Linked DNA regions of Mus musculus: region 2 is linked to region 1. Evidence: chromatin contacts called from public ChIA-PET data. All regions are on one chromosome and are shown on one strand. The core of a region is the stretch at or near the end of the contact, and the rest is flanking DNA. Distances in the headings are between cores, read along the strand shown.

Region 1 (3,303 bases), core at 439-2,938:
TGCTCCCCAATGATAATTTGTCTGGTTAGCAGCGTGTTGTCCCTGACCTGTAAGTAATTCAAAAGTCCACGTTCTCTGATCCCCTTTCATGGTGGCATTGGCCCTTGCCTGCGTCTGGCAGGAGTCCTGCCACAAGGCTTTCCACTCAAGATACATTCCCATACTGGGGGCTACAGCTTTTACTACCGTCTGCCAATCACCAGGAGTCATAGCGTGATTCGCAAGCCTTTCCACTTGTGCTATAGTGAAATTAGCACTGACTCCATAGTTACGGACCGACTCGGCAAGCTCTTTAATCTGTATATACGCTACCGGAGCGTGGACACGCCCACCCTCGGCTCCTTCAAAGACCGGAAATGCCTGTTGTATTTTCCTTTGTTCCTCCTTTGGAATGAACGAGTCTGTGCATTGCCTCTCTGTCCATTGCCTCTCTGCGCAGGGCTGATGCACTACGCAGGCCGGGGGCTCAGCATAGGGTGGAGGTGCACTATGACCTTGAAGCCGACTGCCAAGAGGCCAAGCAGCAAGCTGGCCTTTGCCAGCCGCTTTTGGCTTTTTCCTTGACCGATTAGCTCGCATTTTATCTGGCTGGCACTTTTCTCTCTCATAACGAGCTGTTTCCTCCTCCAAGTCTGTTTCTTCAGAGAAGCTAAATTTTTTATCTGATTCAGAGCTACTAAGAACTAGCTCCTTAAACTCATCTAGTGATGGGTATAGGCTCCTTCTCCTAGAAACCTCCGCTAATTGATCTTTCTTCTTTTCCCTTTTCCCTCTTTTCCTTCTAATCTCTCTCCAGGTATTCCTACCTGACCTTAACTTTTCCTCGGGTTCAAGACCCTTGGAAAGGCCTGTATACTTATTTTGTGTACCATATTTTCTCTTTGCTCCTACTCTCTCTCCCCGCTTTACTTCTGATAGCTTGTCCTGAATTTCCTCTAGAATCCGCCCTGCCTTAACCACTTGATAACATGTGAAAAGGAACAAAAGGGCTTCTAACACTAGAAAAAATTCAAGGCCAAATATACCTTGCAAAGCCATTTTCCACTTTACTTCTGATAGACTGTCTTGAATTTCCTTAGAAAGTTCAAGGCCAGGCTTACCTCGTAAAGCTGTACTCACTGGTACTCTCGTTCCCCAGCTGAAAAGTTCTGAATTCATACAGTTGAATCCTTCTTAACAGTCTGCTTTACGGGAACCTTTATTACCGCGACCCGCAGTTCTGGTTCTGGAATGAGGGATCTTCCTTGCGCCAGTCCCGAGTTTTTTCTCGTCCCGGGTTTCGGCACCAATTGTTATTAGACGCGTTCTCACGACCGGCCAGGAAAGACGCAACAAACCAGAATCTTCTGCGGCAAAGCTTTATTGCTTACATCTTCAGGAGCCAGAGTGCAAGAGAGCAAGCAAGCAAATGGCGAAACCCCATCCCTTTTTTAAGGAGAATTATCCTCCACCTAGGACGTATTACTCCCTGATTGGCTGCAGCCCATCGGCCCAGTTGTCATCACGGGAAAGGCAGAACACATGGTGGGAAAACTGCCCCTGCATGTGTGCAGACTATGTTTACCACTTAGAACACAGCTGTCAGTGCCATCTTATAATGGCAAATGTGAGGGCGGCTCCTCACAGCTGCCGCCGTCTCTTAGTCATCCTAAGAGCCGGTCCTACAGCTGTCATCACTCTAGAGTCCCTGCCCCACACCCCACAGGAAACTGGCCCAGGGGACAAGCACCACTGCTCAGCGGGATACCACTGGGTAGCAAGTGATTTACTTCAAGTCAAACAATAATTTTTTCATTTTTTTTTTTTTTTGGTTTTTGGTTTTTAACTCCAGGCCACAGCCTCCATTATCAAACAGAGCTGCTGTGGTGAACTAGGGGGCTTTTTGTTTTTGATTTCCTTTCTTTTGTTGTTCTATAGGATCTTTTTCATCTTGATTTTCCCCTTTGTGCGTCTGTGATGTGCGCATGTGAATACATGTGTGCACGTGTGTAAATGCACATGTATGTATGAGCATGTGCATACAGAGGCCCAAGACTGAGGCTGAGAATTATGCCACTGGTCTTCCCCCATATGTATTGAGGCAGAGTCTCTTTTTTCTTCTCTCTTTTTGTGTGGGTGTTTTGCCCATGTGCATGTCTGTGTATCACATGAGTGCCTGGTGCCTGAGAAGGGTGGAACAGGGCTTCAGATCCTTGGAGTTAGAGTTATAGGCAGTTGTGAGCCACCATGTGAGTGCTGGGAATTAAACCTGGGTCCTTTGGAAGAGTACACACTGCTTTTAACCACTGAGCCATCATCTCTCCAGCCCCCAGAGTCAGGGTCTCTCAATCAAACCCAGAGCCCATTGATGCAGTCAGTCTTGCTAACCGATTACTCTGATGATCCTGTTTCCCCTTCCAGGGCTGGAATTGTATGTGGGCCACCACACCCACCCAGCACTTACGTGGGTTCTGGGAATCCAAACACTAATCTTCAAACTTCCTGTGCGACCACTTTATCCCTTAAGGGTTCTCCCCAGCTCTAGGACCTTTTAAAAACGATTTATTTGTGTGTCTGTGTGTCTGTGTGTGGATATCTGCACACGTGTGTGCAGAAATGCACACATGCATATGCACCAGGAGCCCAGAAAAGGGAATCCGATGTATCCTCCATCATTTGATGGCAAACAGTCCCTTGAGGCAGGGTCTCTCCCTGAGCCCAGGGCTTGAGGTTTCTCTGCTAGACTTCCAGCTTTCCCATGGATGTTGGGCCCCAAACTAAAATCCTCATGATTGCATAGCAGACACTCTTCTTATCCACCGAGCCATTTCTCCAGCCCCTAAAACGATGGCCTTGAACCTTGTCTTAGTTAGGGTCTTACTGCTGTGAACAGACACCATGACCAAGGCAACTCTTGGGCTGGCTGACAGGTTCAGAGGTTCAGTCCATTATCACCAAGGCAGGAACATGACAGCATCCAGGTAGACATGGTGCAGGAGAAGCTGAGAGTTCTTCATCTTGTTCCAAAGTCAAACAGGAGAAGACTGACTTTCAGGCAGCTAGGAGGAGGGTTTTGTTTTGTTTTGTTTTTTAAGATTTATTTATTATTATATCTAAGTACACTGTAGCTGTCTTCAGATGCACCAGAAGAGGGCGTCAGATCTCATTACGGATGGTTGTGAGCCACCATGTGGTTGCTGGGATTTGAACTCAGGACCTTCGGTAGAGCAGTCGTTTGCTCTTAACCACTGAGCCATCTCTCCAGCCCTAGGAGGAGGGTCTTAAAGCCCACTGTGACACATCTTCCTCCAACAAGGCTACATC
Region 2 (3,190 bases), core at 321-2,820, 43 kb before region 1:
TACCCCACACACTACCTCTTCTGACTTCTCTCCTTTCTCTTCTTCACAGTTTTGTTTTTTTCTTTTTTCTTTTTTTCCAGACAGTGTTTCTCTGTGTAGCCCTGGCTGTCCTGGAACTCACTCTGTAGACCAGGCTGGCCTCAAACTCAGAAATCTGCCTGCCTCTGCCTCCGGAGTGCTGGGAGTAAAGGCGTGTGCCACCACTGCCCGGCCTTCCTTCCAGTTTTAATGAAGCTCCTCTCCAGGTTCCAAAGGGAAGCCTCTTGCTCCCTTTAAGGCCCCACCACGTTCAGAGATCCATATACTGTACTGTCTATTGTTCTCCCTCCATCTCCAGCAACAGTCAGCTTTGAGGCCCTTTCATTCTAATAAGCTTCTTCTAATAAAGGACTTGTTTCAGTTTCCTTGCCTACAAGATGTTACTGTTACCATCTTGGGTTTTTGTTGTTGCTTGTTTTGTTGTTGCTTGTTTTTTTGTTGTTTGTTTTTTGAGACTGGCTTTCTCTGTGTAGTTCTGGCTGTCCTGGAACTCTCTCTCTACAGACCAGGATGGCCTTGAACTCAGGGATCCATCTGCCTGTAACTCCCTGGGTGCTGAGATTACAGGCCTGCACCACCACTGCTGGCTCTTAACATCTTTTACTATAGGGAGCTACTTCAGTGCCTCACGCATGGTCAACAAAACACTCCACCACCAGAAGGCCGCAGTTCCATCATTCTCCATTACTTTCACCTTCAAGTGAAAGACTTGAAGTTAATTCCTCGTCAGGTAGATTGGAATGGCAACTTCCTTTATTCTAAAACAGACTCACATACTCAGGCTCGACTGGTGGCGCTGTACTTTCAGCGTGGCCAAGGAGATCGGGTCTGTCTTAAGAGTTCAGTTACAAAGGAGATTATAAGATTATTATAGGAATCGGGGTGTGAGAGGCTGGCGGATCTCCGAGAGTTCGAAGACAGCCTGGTCTACAAACCAAGTTCCAGGACAGAGATATACAGAGAAACTCTGTGTTGAAAAACAAGACAAACAAACAAAAAAACAAAAAAAAAAAAAAAAAAAAAAAAAAAAAGGAAAGGAAAGGAAGGAAGGAAAAGAGGGAGGGAAGGAGACGATATGGAGAGGGCGGAGAAGGGGAGAGAAGAGGAGGAGGAGGAAGAGAGAGTGGGGTAGGGAGAAAGTAGAATAGATAAAAAAGAAACGGAAAAAAAAGACAAAGCCCAGGAGCGAGCGAAACTGGGAGGGACGTGCCAAGAGTCCCAGAGCAAGCTGTGCGAAGTCCTTGGGGACCTGAGACGTCGCCTGGGGCCAGCCCACTCATCATCACTAAAGGCCGTCTCTTCCTCTCCGGATGTGAGAATCAGGCAGCCCTGATTTGTTTTGAAACAGGAAATGAAATTAAAGTGCTATGATCAAAATAAACCACACTGACCTCGCGTTCATGAATATTCAAGCAAGCTGCTTAGGACTGCCTCGTACCTCCGAGGAGAGAGTGCGCATGCGCCTCAGGAGAGCGCCCCTCCCCCCGGGGGTTTGAGAGTGCGCGTGCGCGGTTGGCGCGCTCTTCTGTCGTCATCAATACGAGCGGCCGCCGGCAGCTTTCGTAAAGGAGTAGGAGAGCGGCTATGGCGAGTCCTGCTGCCGCTTCTGTGAGACCGCCCAGGCCCAAGAAAGAGCCGCAGACGCTGGTCATCCCCAAGAATGCGGCCGAGGAGCAGAAGCTCAAGCTGGAGCGGCTCATGAAGAACCCGGTGAGTGGAAGTGGGCCGAGGCGCAGTCCCTTCACCCCGCCGCCAGACCGAGCAAGGCTACATTCAGTCCCCCTAGAGCAACCCTGGGGCGGAGAGGGCGGCCCCGTGGAGGGAGCCTCGCTCCTGTTCTTGTCCTACAGCGTAGCTGCACGAAGGCGCTGCCCAGCCCTCCACACCCTCCTTTTTCTTAGTTTGCTGTTTGCGGTATCATGGCGTTGCTCGTGCTGTCCACGTTCCGTACCGAATCGGCTTTGTAAGATAGGCAGACCTCGCATCCGGGCTCCTCGCATCCCGGCTCCTCTTACCTTATCTTCCCTACGAGCTGGGATGACAGCCCTGCGCTACTATTCAGTATTGCTTCACAGCCCTTTCTATTTTAATATATGAACCAAAGCGGTGGGAGCTGGGTATGGTGGTGCACACCTGCTATCCCAGCACTCTGGTGGCTGACCCCAGAAGTTTGCTACAAATTCGAGGCGAGCGTGGTCTACGTAGTGAGTTTCAGATCAGCTAGACAGTGAGACCTATCTCAGAAACCAACAAAACCCAGAATCGATGTCTTAGCAAAAGTGTACAACTCCAAATAGCAGCCATTATTAAAGAAGCATTGGACGCCAAATTTGGACCACATCACTCTTTACCTCTTCAATGGGCCTCGTAAAACAGACAGCTCATATCTTTGACTAGAAGAGGTTGGCTCGTCTCTTAGTGACGTAGATTCCAGACTTGTTTAGCGCAGGAGAACTTTGGCCCACGTTAGACCCCATGGTGTAGTGGATGAAGTAAGGCCAGGGCAGCAGAACTACACTCAGTCAGCTCCAGATTTGAGAAGCGTGCTCAGTTGAGATCGTCAAACGGGATGTACCTTCCTCAGCAAGTGTATGTTCATAGATGCTTTTCTGTTTAACTGTTCCAGGACAAAGCAGTTCCAATTCCAGAGAAAATGAATGAATGGGCTCCTCGAGCGCCTCCAGAATTTGTCCGAGATGTCATGGGTAATGTCTCTTATGGGTGTCAGGGGTTTATAGTTTTTGTTTTGTTTTTTTTTTAAAGATTTATTTATTATATGTAAGTACACTGTCGCTGTCTTCAGACACTCCAGAAGAGAGAGTCAGATCTTGTTAAGGATGGTTGTGAGCCACCATGTGGTTGCTGGGATTTGAACTCCGGACCTTTGGAAAAGCAGTCGGGTGCTCTTACCCACTGAGCTATCTCACCAGCCCCGGGTTTATAGTTTTTAAGGGGAAATATGAAACACTATTTTCTTTTCTTGTCAACTAGATCTTTGATAGGAAAATTAGTCTGGGGCTGGAGAGGTGGCTAAGTGGTTAGGAACACTGCTCTTCCATAGGTCCTGAGTTCAATTCCCAGCAACCACATAGTGGCTCACAACCATCTGTAAAGCGATCAGGTGCCCTCTATTATATATATGGAAAACTAT

Evidence for each region. ChIA-PET counts read pairs in DNA pulled down with a chosen protein or histone mark.
Region 2: a contact with region 1 is called in an RNA polymerase II ChIA-PET map of effector CD8 T cells, with 52 read pairs. The contact joins the promoter of Prkrip1 here to the enhancer-like site in region 1. A contact is called at or near these places in 6 of 39 promoter capture datasets (frontonasal cranial neural crest, macrophages, maxillary cranial neural crest and 3 more), 4 of 15 datasets of contacts at CTCF or cohesin (the G1E-ER4 cell line, the NIH/3T3 cell line, large pre-B cells and 1 more), 82 of 484 Hi-C or Micro-C datasets (the AML12 cell line, B cells, the BV-2 cell line and 44 more), 12 of 115 datasets of contacts at active chromatin or transcription factors (the HPC-7 cell line, the SCID.adh cell line, T-cell acute lymphoblastic leukemia and 5 more) and 3 of 9 other capture datasets (adipose tissue, liver and pancreatic islet).

The regions. Positions count from the first base shown.
Region 1 is chr5:136,154,001-136,157,303 of GRCm38.p6, reverse strand. The region is part of intron 2 of Orai2 (ORAI calcium release-activated calcium modulator 2); the gene reads left to right. Among named protein-coding and RNA genes, the nearest start is that of Orai2, 15 kb to the left of the region's middle. Within about 2 kb of position 1,688, at least 15 of the 459 cell types and tissues checked have an H3K27ac peak or open chromatin away from gene starts, as enhancers often do. A contact at or near this core is called in CD8 T cells, CD8 central memory T cells, effector CD8 T cells and 1 more, where this site is marked.
Region 2 is chr5:136,197,334-136,200,523 of GRCm38.p6, reverse strand. Prkrip1 (Prkr interacting protein 1 (IL11 inducible)) reads left to right here and starts at 1,570. Exons shown (of 6, transcript NM_025774.3): 1 at 1,570-1,749; 2 at 2,666-2,744. The coding sequence starts at 1,624.